Linked DNA regions of Oryctolagus cuniculus: all the other regions are linked to region 3. Evidence: chromatin contacts called from public Hi-C and Micro-C data. All regions are on one chromosome and are shown on one strand. Each heading gives the region's core, a stretch centred on a gene start, on an enhancer-like site or on the middle of the called end of the contact. The rest is flanking DNA. Distances are from core to core; before and after follow the strand shown.

The links. Hi-C and Micro-C count contacts between places; a contact is called where the count stands out from the background.
Region 1: a contact with region 3 is called in a Hi-C map of an unstated tissue, with 2.4 times the contacts expected there. The contact joins the enhancer-like site here to the promoter of FOXO3 in region 3. A contact is called at or near these places in 2 of 6 Hi-C or Micro-C datasets (psoas muscle and an unstated tissue).
Region 2: a contact with region 3 is called in a Micro-C map of ear pinna, with 2.4 times the contacts expected there. The contact joins the enhancer-like site here to the promoter of FOXO3 in region 3. A contact is called at or near these places in 4 of 6 Hi-C or Micro-C datasets (ear pinna, liver, psoas muscle and 1 more).

The regions. Positions count from the first base shown.
Region 1 is chr5:62,779,818-62,783,684 of mOryCun1.1, reverse strand. The region is part of intron 2 of FOXO3 (forkhead box O3); the gene reads left to right. Among named protein-coding and RNA genes, the nearest start is that of FOXO3, 65 kb to the left of the region's middle. Within about 2 kb of position 1,739, at least 2 of the 8 cell types and tissues checked have an H3K27ac peak or open chromatin away from gene starts, as enhancers often do.
Region 2 is chr5:62,738,634-62,742,779 of mOryCun1.1, reverse strand. The region is part of intron 3 of FOXO3 (forkhead box O3); the gene reads left to right. Among named protein-coding and RNA genes, the nearest start is that of FOXO3, 110 kb to the left of the region's middle. Within about 2 kb of position 1,304, at least 1 of the 8 cell types and tissues checked has an H3K27ac peak or open chromatin away from gene starts, as enhancers often do. A contact at or near this core is called in ear pinna, where this site is marked.
Region 3 is chr5:62,844,385-62,848,336 of mOryCun1.1, reverse strand. FOXO3 (forkhead box O3) reads left to right here and starts at 1,486. Exons shown (of 4, transcript XM_051854457.2): 1 at 1,486-1,699; 2 at 2,737-3,467. The coding sequence starts at 2,841.

The DNA of each region.
Region 1 (3,867 bases), core at 490-2,989, 65 kb after region 3:
AAAGCACAGCTGTAACGAAGTATATGCTGGTATGTGCTGTCTGTTTCGTTTAGGAGTAAGTAAATAATCTCAGCTACTGAAATGAAAGGGGAAGGAAGGAAATTGAGGTCTTAGGCTGTGGGTTCATAAATTGCATTTAACAAGAAGAGTCTCCCTCCCCTTAGAATGCTGGCTGTTCTCCCTGTTTCCTTTAGGAATAGCTGATACAAGAGTTTGTGCCTGTCTTTCAGCTCTTGCTGGTTTGGGTTTGTTAAATGGAATGATTGAGAAGTTTGTGTTTCTCAGTGAAGATAGGTGTCAAGTTAATGCCACCAGAGCATCTGGGTTGTAGACAGATCGTGACAAGGACATCAGAAATAGGCATTGGGGCTGAGGGGGCAAGTTCATTCTTCCTGTGAACCTACTTGATATTTTGGGAATGTTAGGAAAAGGAGACTCTTTCACTGGCTTGGTGACCAGTGTCCAGGTTTGTATGTATATCCAGGTCCGATTGTGCACTGGGCTTTCCAAGGACCTAGGTTGAGTCTAAGCCAAAGGCTTTGAGGTCTGTGGTTGATGGAATTTAGGATGTACCAGTAGCTCCTTTCCTTGTTCTGCTGCAACATTGCTTAGAGTACCCTAATGGTTGAAAAACGAAAAACAACTCAGTTTGTTTTAGAAAGATACAGTTCAGCCGGCGCCGCGGCTCACTAGGCTAATCCTCTGCCTGCGGCACCGCACACTGGGTTCTACTCCCGGTTGGGGCGCCAGATTCTGTCCCGGTTGCTTCTTTTCCAGTCCAGCTCTCTGCTGTGGCCCAGGAAGGCAGTGGAGGATGGCCCAAGTGCTTGGGCCCTGCACCCACATGGGAGACCAGGAGGAAGTACCTGGCTCCTGGCTTCGGATCGGCGTAGCTCTGGCTGTAACGGCCATTTGGGGGTGAACCAACGGAAGGAAGACCTTTCTCTCTGTCTCTCTCTCTCTCACTGTCTAACTCTGTCAAATAAATTTTTAAAAAAATTAAAAAAAGGAGAAAGATTTGAAGTGACTTTGATATGCACTGTAAGCTCCCTGTCACCTGAGTGGCTCCGAGGGCTTGCGAGGAAGGCGTGTGAGTTGATCCTGGAGGACAGCCAGTGTTTTCTTCAGGTGAGGAGGGGTGGGCGAGCCCCAAGAGGGCAGGGACCCTGTGCATGTCTCCAGCTCCTCCAGGGCCTGGCGTATGGTGAGTGCTCACCAGGCGTTTGTTGAAGAACTAACACACTGAGTAGTGGGAGCCTTGGGTGAGGGTAGATGGTAGGGAAGCGGGAGAACAGGTCTACCCAGAGGTAGGCTAGAGCCTGGGAGAGGCCTGGAGTGGCAGGCCCAAGGGTTTGCCCTTGACCTGCAGGGCAAGGCTGGGTGTGGATACCCTCTGCCATGCTGCTCTGCTGCTTGGTGGCAGCTTGTGGAGTCACTGCTGAGCCTTGCCTGATGGGGCTTTTCGCTAGGATGGAGCAGGAAGTGGCAGCCAACTTGGCTTGCGTTCATTCCCTCATGGATTGGGAATAAGGAGGAAAGGAGTCTGACCTGCTGGTGGGACTGTTTTCTGCCCTGCACTCTGCTTTCGCACATTCCCAGCACGGACAGGCACAGGCTGGTCAGGGCTCGCTTGGGGCCTGAGGTGGAAGGAGCCAGACTGGAGGCCTGGGCAGGGCAGTGGAACTGGCAGTGAGGAGCTCCCAGCCATGGACACATCACACCAGACTCAGTGACTGATGACTCCCAGTACTGATGACTCAGTGAGGTACGAGAGGTGGTCCCTATGCCGGAGAAATGACACCTGGAATGTGGCAAAGTGAAACAGAAACTCAGGCAGTAAATTTTCAGCGTGGCCCAGTGACTAAGATGTTGGAGTCTGCATGCCTTGGTTTGAATTCTTGCTGTTCTGCTCGCCAGCTCTGTGACCTTGGGCAAGTCATTTAACAGCCAGTTCCTTCGGCCTCGTCACCTAGGATTAGCTGAGTCGCTCTGTGCGCATGTTTAAAGTGCTGAATATGGGGATTGTTACTTTACAGGTGGAGTCTTAGCCTTGGTTTCCTCTCTGGAATAGAGATGTTATGGGATTGTGGGAGTTTAGGGAAACGATATTGGTCAAGCATCCAGCAAAGTGCCCAGCGGAGGCCAGTGTAGTTCTTAGTTTGCTTCTTGCCCCTTGGTATGAGTTTGGCTCTCTCACCGCAGAAATAGGGGAGGATACCATGTATTTCAAACATCTGTTTTTGCTTTTGGTTTCAGAATCCACTCTTCAAAACAATATGCATCGGCTGCTGCTATGCCAAGAAAAATGGCAAAATTACCTTCACGTGCTCTGCTGCCCCCAAAGCTCCATATGAGCTTGTTTCCGGCGGTGCCTAGCCTGCATATTTAGGTCCTCACTGAGAACAGAGCTTGAGCCCACAGGGACTTCTATTGGCTGATCCACAGTCACCCATTTTAATATCTTTTTCTCACACACAAGAGCTCCATCAAGGACAGGACACTTTGGTGGCTATTTGAACAGAATGTCACTTGAGGGTTTTGGGGGAGATGGAGAGGAAGGAGCCATGTGTTGCCATTGGGTTTCTTTGCTCAGTGCACACTTCATCCAGAGTATGAGGCGAGATCAATAGGAGGAAGAAAGCAAAATGCTACGAGTTCAAACCCACTCTGCAGCCACTTACCATTAGGAAGAAGTGAAAGTTACTCTCCCCTGGGTTGGGGGGGTGGTTGACACCTCTTCCTCCCACACTGGGCACCTCGAGTCAAAAACAAAAAGTAGGGGCCAGCATTGTAGCATAGCAGGCAAAGCGAGCTGCCTGGGACGCTGCCGCCAGCATCCCGTGTGGGTACCTGTTGGAGTCCCAGCTGCTGCACTTCCAGTTCAGCTCCCTGCTAATGGCCTGGGAAAGCAGCATAAGATGGCCCAAGTGCTTGGGTCCCTGCACCCGCATGGGAGACGGAGAAGATGCTGCTGGTTTCGAATCAGCCCAGCTCTGCTAGTTGTAGCCATTTGGGCAATGAACCAGTAGATGGAAGACCTCTCTCCCCACTCCCCCTGCTCTGTAATTCTGCCTTTCAGCTAAATAAAGTCAATCTTTAGGGAAAAAAAAAAAAAAAGGACAGGAAGCCCTGTGAGTAGGTGGAAAGGTTTTCACGTGCTGATGGTCTTCTGACCCAGGTGCCTCTTTGCTTGAGGTCATGGAGTGGTTCAGAGTGTGGGCCCTGGAATGCGACAGGCCTGGATTCCTGTGTGAACTCCTTGGCCTGATGGCTGAGGGCCTTAAGCAAGTTCAGTCTCCTCTCTCTGCCCCATTTCTCAGAGGTAGTCTTAGTTGACGCTATGCATATTAAGTGCCTAGCGTGGTTGTTGGCAAAAAAGTTAAAAATGATCTGTTTCTGCCACTGGTGGTGGTGGGCAGAGTCCCCGAGGCTGAGAGGCGAGTTGCCTTCCGGCTTGGGCACCACCCTTCCGAGACTTCTCCCAGCCCTCTAGGAAAGGCCAAGAAGGTGGAGAGTAGGGGTTGTGTCGTTTTCTGTGTCATTTTCTTCTTCCCGGGGGTTCCTTAAGTTCACTGAGCCACAGTGACTCATGGGGGTAAGGTTTGTGGCTGGGGTGTCCATTTAGGGGAGGTTTTTGTCTGTTATTTCCCTTTTATGCCTACATCTATTCTGTACTTTGTCAAAGAATGATCATACTATAATCAAATAGTCTCTGTTTTCAGAGGAGATTAGGAGAGAAAAGCTTTAGTTAGGCGATATTTTTGCTTCCTAGCAAAACCTCTCTTTGAGCAGTATTATAATCTTAAAAAAGAAAAAAAAAACTTTTTTTTTTTTTTGGGCAGGAGACATTCAAAGAGTGAGATATCC
Region 2 (4,146 bases), core at 55-2,554, 110 kb after region 3:
TTTTGCCAGGACTTAGTTAAGATGTGAGTGGATCATGGAAGCAGTAGCACCAGAAAGATGCTGCGTATGGAAATTGGCGGAGAAGAGCAGGCGCTTCTAGGAGGAAACTTCAGTTATTCTGCCAGCTTTTACCATGCATCTAGTTTTGCACTTTGAACTTTCCAAGCTGCTTGGGACATCAGGAAACCTTTTTGTTTCCCTGATTGGATTAAGTGCTGCTTTGAAGGCACACGCCATGCCCGGGACAGGGCTCTGAGAGCAGCGGGTGCTCCAGAAGTCACTGGTTCGATTTGAAGACTTCGCTGGCAAGGAGGTCTACCTGTCAGGAGCTCCAAGCCCAGGAGGAAGTAGCCATCTTGGGCCCTGTGTAATTAGGCGTCAGGTGCATGGCAGAGGAGTTCAGCAGAGGACAGCCTACTGAGGGTGGGGCTGGAAGAACATACCTCACACAGGTGTGGACCAGAGCGGTCCAGCGGTGGAGCTGAGCCTGACCCACCCGGTGAACAGAGGCTCCTTCCCAGTCCTGGGGGACAGAAAGGGTGGGTGAGAACTGCGGGACTCGATCCCCCAGGTCTTTGCCAGCTCACGTTTTTGGAGATTATAATTAAAGTTAAATTAACAATGAGGCCAAAGAGGATCCAAACCCCACATAAAGGCTTTTGCCTTAAAAAGGGTTCTTTGAAAGACAATAACCCAAAAGTCCTCATACTGTTCTCTGTGGTTTGAAGACCTGCAAATCTTCAGAAAAATATAAAATCTCTACCACGTTACTAATGACTATAGATAGATGCTTGTCCCGTCTCTGCCACATCGGCCTCCATGGTTATGCTGACTACGTGAAGAATGTTAGCCAAAATAGTTTCTACCCCATGTAGAGGCAGAGGCAGGACTTCCGAGTTCCGTTATCCTTCAGTCGTCACTAGGGTTGGGGCAGCAGGAAAGCTGGAAGCCGGGGCCTCTCGCAGGTCCCTGCACAGCTCTCAGGCTTTCAAGTGTGCTAGAGACAAAGGCTGCGGAGCGGCCCGTGGCCGACCTGCCCAGACAGGCCCACTGGAGCTCCTGGGAGGGGCCACAGACGGCGCTTCTGCTAGGCAAGCTTCCCTTTTACGCAAACTAAGTGTAGTTTTTTTGGTTTTATTTTTTAATTTTGTAGTAGTGTATCTAGGTGAGTGCCTTTCTTGTATTGTCCCAGCTGTCACCTTTGCCACTAAGAACTTTGCGTTATAAGCCTCACTCTCATACCTTGCTATCTCCATAAGAAAGGACCACGGGCAGGCCAGGTTTCCTGAAAATTAACTTTCCTTTTGGAGATTGGTTTTTCAGCCTCTAGCCGGGCTGAGGCTTCCCTACCTGTTCTGTTTCCCTCATAAACTATTCAGTACCTGAGATGGCAAGTGGGCAGCGTTTGCCAAAGTGCGTTTTTATAGAGCTTCCCCTCCTAAGGCTTTCTCTCTGGCCTGCCTCTCAGGCCGAGGGCTGGCTTTTCAGCAGCTGGCCTGCTGCCATCAGTGAACTTCCCCGGCTCCTCTTCATCACCTGTTCCGACCTGAAAGATACCGGAACCGAGCCGATGAGCCCAGAGTGCTGTGTTCTCCCGTGAAGATGCAGCACGGGGACCGCTGCCGTTCTGATGCTGGCCTCCACGCTCAGCACCAGGAGCAACCACGGTTCTCCCAGGGTAGCACCAATTGCAAAGGCCGTGGTGATGCTGGGACACAACTGCGGCCCATGATGGGTTTGTGTGTGTCTGTCCGTCTGTCCCCGGCTCCCTTGAATCCTCCTCGGAATGAAGCAAGCGTAGAGATGGTAGCCGGCAGGCATTGCTTTGCTGTGTGCTCAGGTGGGAACATTCAAAGCCTGAAACCCACACCTGTTCTGGGAACACCACATGAGGGTTCCCAGCCCAACTGAATGAGCATGGGTTCCTTTTCTATCCTAAATGTTCCGTGTGTAGTCCCCAGCTTGCCCGACGGGTCGCAAGTTTGACTTTTTTTTTTTTTTTTTTAAGAATGAAAAGAATGGTGTTTCACTTTAATTTTGTTTTTTAGCCAAACTTGCCTCCAAACATTTCTTAATTCAAACTAGGGCAACAGTGGATAATCTCCATGGGTTTGTAGATACGAGGGCTTCATCCTGCTGTCTCTTTTTTTTCCCTTCCACCTCATATTTCATACTGGGGTCTTGTTCTTTTCTTTTCTGCCAAGAGGATAAAAAGACTACTGGAAAATCTAAATGTTACACAATGGAATTAAGTTGTGGGAGGACAGCAAGCAGGAACATTTATGTTTTATTCCCAGATTAAAGTTGATCGGGGTTGTTAGGTTTTATGGAGTTTTCGGAGGCGTTTCCCTCTTAGAACGTCATGTGATTTAGTGGTGATCATTAAGGAGGAATTTGTCTTCCCCCCAGATGCCAAGGTTACAGAGGGCCTTACTCTCGCCAGAGACCAGATGACAGCCGGGTATTTTTAGACCAGGCCCCCTTGTTTGCATGGCCTCTGATCTCAGACTCAGTTGTGGGGCAGGCAGTGGGGGAGGGGGTGGAAGCCACTCAGGAGACAGGGCAGCCTTGTCTTGCTCCCTGCTGATCGGTGCAGAGGGACAGCTGTTACTGCACCAACTACACGTGCGTTTCCTTCCAAAAGTTCTACTTCATCTGATGGGTTTGTTAGCCAGAAGGGTATCAACATAGACACGCAAACCTCACAGTTAACAGACACATCAGACTCTGAACAGTGTTCTGAGGATGACATGAGCGTCCTTAAAATCCATGAATCTTGTCCCCACGCTAAAGATCCCTGAGTTCCCAGCTCAGTGGCTGCTTCCACCACTTGATGTGCTCCCACTGCTTTCCCCGTCCCTGATTTGAGTGGGTGAACACGTGGAGACAGGTGAGGTGCTGCCCTCCCCAGCATCCTCTTACTGCCCAGGCCCTTCGTGGTGAACTGGTGACACGGGTGTTCCGCCCAGGAGGGTACCTGTGTTTCTGCCCAGGTGTGTAGCCGGTTCCTTGATGCTGTCACTGTTTCCCTTCCACCGCAGACCAAGCCAGTCGGCGTCCCGTTCCGGGGAGTGGGAGTTTCTGTATTCGTCAGTCCCTTGTGAGAGCTGCCCCTGGGCCCTGGCTGCTGCCAGCCCAACCCGTGGGCACTGAAGAGGTTTCCCTGGGAGGGCATCTCAGAGAGCTGTCAGCAGAAGCTCTGGGATGCCGTGTCACCCACGGCCCAGGCCCTGTTCTGCAGGAAGGGGGAGGGCGTTGATGAGTGCTGCTGCTGCGGCTTAATGATGATGTTCCCTGAGGATTCTGGGCCTTTCGGGGAGGGAATGGTATTTGGCCTGGGGATTGTTGTTGCTTCAGATTGTCCCAAGTGGGCCTCCTGCCCCTGACTTCAGGGCTGATGGCCTGCTCTGCCTCAAAGGATGCCATGTCAGTGGCCTGGGCTCTCTCCCTCCACCAATGTCAGCCCAGCCCCAGCATGAGAGCAGACTGCCCACCCAGCCTGTGTCACTGGGGAGTGAAGTTTCCACTTCCCATTAGGTGCTGAATAATTAACACCAGAGGGAACCAGGGGTGGGGTCTGGATTAGGTAATCCTTCACAGCCTCTCCCTGGGCACTTACAGCAGGTCAGGACTGGGACTTGGGACCGAAGTCCCCTGGTGGCTAATTGCATAGTGATGTTAGGTGTCGTTTATTAGGTGTTACTGGGAAAGAAAAAGCCAGATCCCTTCCAAAGGGCTGTGTCTGCGAGCCCCAGTCCATTCGTGTGTCAGGGTCCCAGGTAGAGTGGTTAGAATAGCACAGGTTTTAGCAAGCATTCACGGACACTGAGATGTGGAGTCACTTTAGCTTTTTCTGCCTCCACTTTGTCGTCCAAGATAATACTGTCTAGAAGAAAGGCCCGCCTTTGCCCGCTCTCTGCCTCCACTGCAGCAACAGCAAAGGTAAATGACTGTGACCGTGGGGCTGTGACGTCCTGAATTCTGAGTCCTGCTGCCTGTGCAACTGTTGATTGGCAGCAAGTACAGAGTCACAAGCGCTGGCACACTTGTGAAACTCCCAGATGAACGCACATTCTCTCCTGCAAAGGTGGGAGAAGCAGGTGCCCCTGTAACGCATTTGTGTGAGTGAGCTCACCGCTGCTTTCC
Region 3 (3,952 bases), core at 237-2,736:
ACGTCTCCTCAGGGCGGCGGGACCCACCGCGCGGATCCGCTCCCTTGGCCCTTCAGCTTGGCGCTCCCACGTGCCCCCTTCCCTCTTTAACGCTGCCATTGCGTCGTGCGCAGCAGTGGCTTCGGGGGGCCACCCTCTCTTTATCTCCGCACTTCTTAGAATTTTTACTCGATTGTTTATTATTTGCCGGGGGCGGGGGCAGGACGGATGGCGAGCCGAGAGGGGCGTCGGGGGGCCTGGAGACTGGCCCCCGCGGCCACTCAGCGCGCGGCGTGCCTTGACGAGTCAGCGGCGCAGCGAATGGCGACGCGGCGCAGCGCTCCGGGGTCACGCGCGTGTGGAGACGATGACATCATCTGTTTGTACGCGTCGAACTAGCTTGGCGCAGGGGCGGGGCCGCGCGTCACTTGAGTGACGGGCGCTGCGCAAAGCCCGGAGCCCGGAGCCGGCGGGGTGGGCGGACTCCGGCGGAACCCGGGCTGGACGTTCCCGTGCACCGGCTGGTGTGGCGGAGGCCGCAGCCACACAGCGAAACGCGGGCGCTCCGGCGACTGCAATTTTCCCAGCAAGCTATTTGTGAACCGAAGCGGACAGGCGTTTGGCGTGCATGTGGCGTGTTGTGCATTCTTAGGGCATAAACGAGCGATTTGGGGCAGGCATCACGGGATGAGGACTTGTGGAGGTATTCTGTTACGCCTAAAGCCAAAATAGACGTCAGAAGTGCGCAACTGGAAGTTTTGCCGTGAAATCAGAATAAAATTGCTCCCCCTTCTCGGTTGTTCGGAGGCTTCTCTTTCGTCGAGAACCGGGGGATAATTTGATTTTCTTCCTCAGTTAAAGCACCCCCCCCCCCCGTCTGCTATGAAATCCACGAAAAAGGGAGACGATTGTAGTTCAGCGTCCACACGGGGGGGGACCCAGGGCAAACCCTGGGAGCCTGATCGAATCGGACGCATCTATCAAAGTGTCGCAGACAGCAACGTCCACGCCGAGGCGACCCCGGCCCTCCGCGGTCAGCACCTTCTCTCGGATGTTACCTGGCGTCCGGTTCTAACGCTGCGGGATCCGACACCAGAGCCCGGCGGGAGGACGCGCGCGCAGGCCAGGGACCCCGCCACCCCACTCCCCACGGTGGCCGGGACTTCGCCCGGTTCTGCGGGGCGTCCGTGGCTCCGCGCGCCTTCCCCTCTCCCGCCTCAGGCGAGCCAACGCCGCGCTTTGTTGTCGCGGCGCCCGGCAGGGCCAGCGGCGGAAGCCCTCGGCTCCCCGGCCCGCGGAGCACGCGCGCGCACGCCCCGGCGCCCACGCGCAGGCGCGCGCGATCCCTCTCACACACACCCCCACACACGCGCGCGCGCGCGCGCACACGCCGGAGCGCCCGCGGCCCCCGCCCCGGCCCTCCCCCTGGGCGGGGACCCGTCCGCCCGCCCGCCGTCAGCCTAGGTTGAGGCTCCCTGCGTGTGTCTATAACTTTGTGCTGCTGCCGCGGCCGCCCTGCTCGTGGAAGGGAGGAGGAGGAATGTGGAAGGCGGCGGCGGCGGCTGCGGCGCGCAGGCTGACAGGCGGTTCCTCGGGCGGGCTGCGGCGGCGGCCCGAGCGCCTCTCCTTCGCCCGGGTGGCGCGCCCCCTCCTCGCCGTGCCCCGGGCCCGCGCGGGATTGTGCGTCCTCCCGCCTCGTCCCTGAAGGGAAGGAACCGAGGTAGGCGCCGGAGCTGTGCAGCGGGGCGGCCGCCTTCCCGGTGACTCCGGATCTGCTTCCGAGCGGGGCCAGGCGCTTCCCGTTTTCCCCTCGGTGTGCGCGCCCCCCTTCGCTCCCGCTAGTGTTTTTTAAAGGACTTGAGGGAAGGGGGGAAACTGTCAAGATGGCAGCAGCGGGAGCAAGGAGGTGATGAACGCGCTGGCCCGAGCTTTCTGGCCGCCCGGGAGACTTGGCGCTTCCCGACCTGTTGGAAGATTTACGCTGCGCCTCGCCCCCTCCCTGCGTCCCCGACCCGGGCAGCGGGCGGAGGGCACGGCGTCCCCCGGGAGAATAAACCACCCGAACCCCGAAGTGGCCGTTCCCGCCTGGCTGGACCCCCGGAGAGCACCCGCGGGTGTTGCCTGTCCCCCTTCTTTCCGTTTTTTTTTTTTTTTTACCCCCTATCTTGGAAGTGGCAAGGCCCGCCTGCGCCCAGACCCCGGCTCCCCCAGTCGCCCTCCCGGCCCCAGGGCGAAGAAGGGAGTAGGGGCTCGGGCCACGGGGCCGGGCGGGCGGCGGCAGGGAGTCGCGGAGGCGGCAGGGCAGGGGAACGGGAGCGGAGCGCGGAAGACGCCACAGACTTTGGCGGCGCCGCCGCCGCGGGAGGCACTTGAGCGGGGCCGGAGCGAAACATAAACAAACGCACGCCCGCTCCGGCTCCGACCGCGGCTCGGCTGCGCCAGCTCCGGCCGCGGCCCGCTTTAAAGGCGCGGCGCGCCCCTCCCCCGGCCCGGCCCCCGCCCCTCCCCCGCCCCGCCACCTAGCCCGGGAGAGACCCGCAGATCGGGCGGCGGCGGGGGAGGGGGCTGCCCCGTGCGCGGCCGGCCATTCGCTCGCGTCTCCCCAGCGGCCTGGCCAGGGGGCGGCGTCTGCTGCGCCAGGTTCGCGGGACGCACGTCTCCAGGTCTGCCTGTTCCCGGGTGGCGGGTGCGGCGGCGGCGGCGGGCTCCCGCCCGGGATAACCAACTCCCCCTCTGTCTCCTCTCGTGCTTCCTCAGGCGGCGGCGGCGGCGGCGCCCCGGCCCTCCCCCGCCGCACCCCGCCCCGGCGCGAGAGGAGAGCGCGAGAGCCCGAGCCGCGGGCGGGCGGGCGGGCGCCGAAGATGGCAGAGGCGCCGGCCTCCCCGGCCCCGCTCTCTCCGCTCGAAGTGGAGCTGGACCCGGAGTTCGAGCCCCAGAGCCGACCGCGTTCCTGCACTTGGCCCCTGCAGAGGCCGGAGCTCCAGGCGAGCCCGGCCAAGCCCTCGGGGGAGACGGCCGCCGACTCCATGATCCCCGAGGAGGACGACGATGAAGACGACGAGGACGGCGGCGGCCGGGCTGGCTCGGCCATGGCGATCGGCGGCGGCGGCGGCGGCGGGAGCGGCGCGCTGGGCTCCGGGCTGCTCCTGGAGGATTCGGCCCGCCTGCTGGCTGCCGGAGGGCAGGACCTCGGGCCCGGGCCAGCGCCCGCGGCGGGCGCGCTGAGCGGGGGGACGCAGACTCCGCTGCAGCCTCAGCAGCCGCTGCCACCGCTGCAGCCGGGGGCGGCTGGGGGCTCAGGGCAGCCGAGGAAATGCTCCTCGCGCCGGAACGCCTGGGGGAACCTGTCCTACGCCGATCTGATCACTCATGCCATCCAGAGCTCCCCGGACAAGCGGCTCACTCTGTCCCAGATCTATGAGTGGATGGTGCGCTGTGTGCCCTACTTCAAGGATAAGGGCGACAGCAACAGCTCCGCCGGTTGGAAGGTGCGTACCCACCCGGGGCTGGCGGCGGGATCCGCCGGGCTGAGGGCTTGGCCCCGGGGAGCCGCTGTACTGAGGCCCTGGGAGTTTTCTCAGACCGCCGCCTCCGGCGGAGGGGAACCCGCGCTCTGCCGCAGAGGGGACGCAGGAGGCTCCCGGGGAAGCCTCGGTCCCGGCGGGGTTGGGGCGGGGGCGGGAGTCGCGGGGCGGTTGGCGGAGGAGGGTCAGACGGGGAGTGCGCTTGCTGGATTCCAGGGACGACACGGAGAAGGTAGGTGCGCGGCCGGCTTCGGCGTGGAGTTCGCCGTAGTGGGGTGTAGGGGCGCAGGGGAACGTTTGCGACTTGGCGCGGGGATGCGTGGTTGCATGTGTGTGGGAACGCGCGGTGTATTTGTCACTAGTTGCCTGCGAACCCCAGGCTTGGAGGTGTTAACTCCCACGGACGCATCGATCCCATTAGAAGAAGTAGTGATTGCAGACCTTTGCCT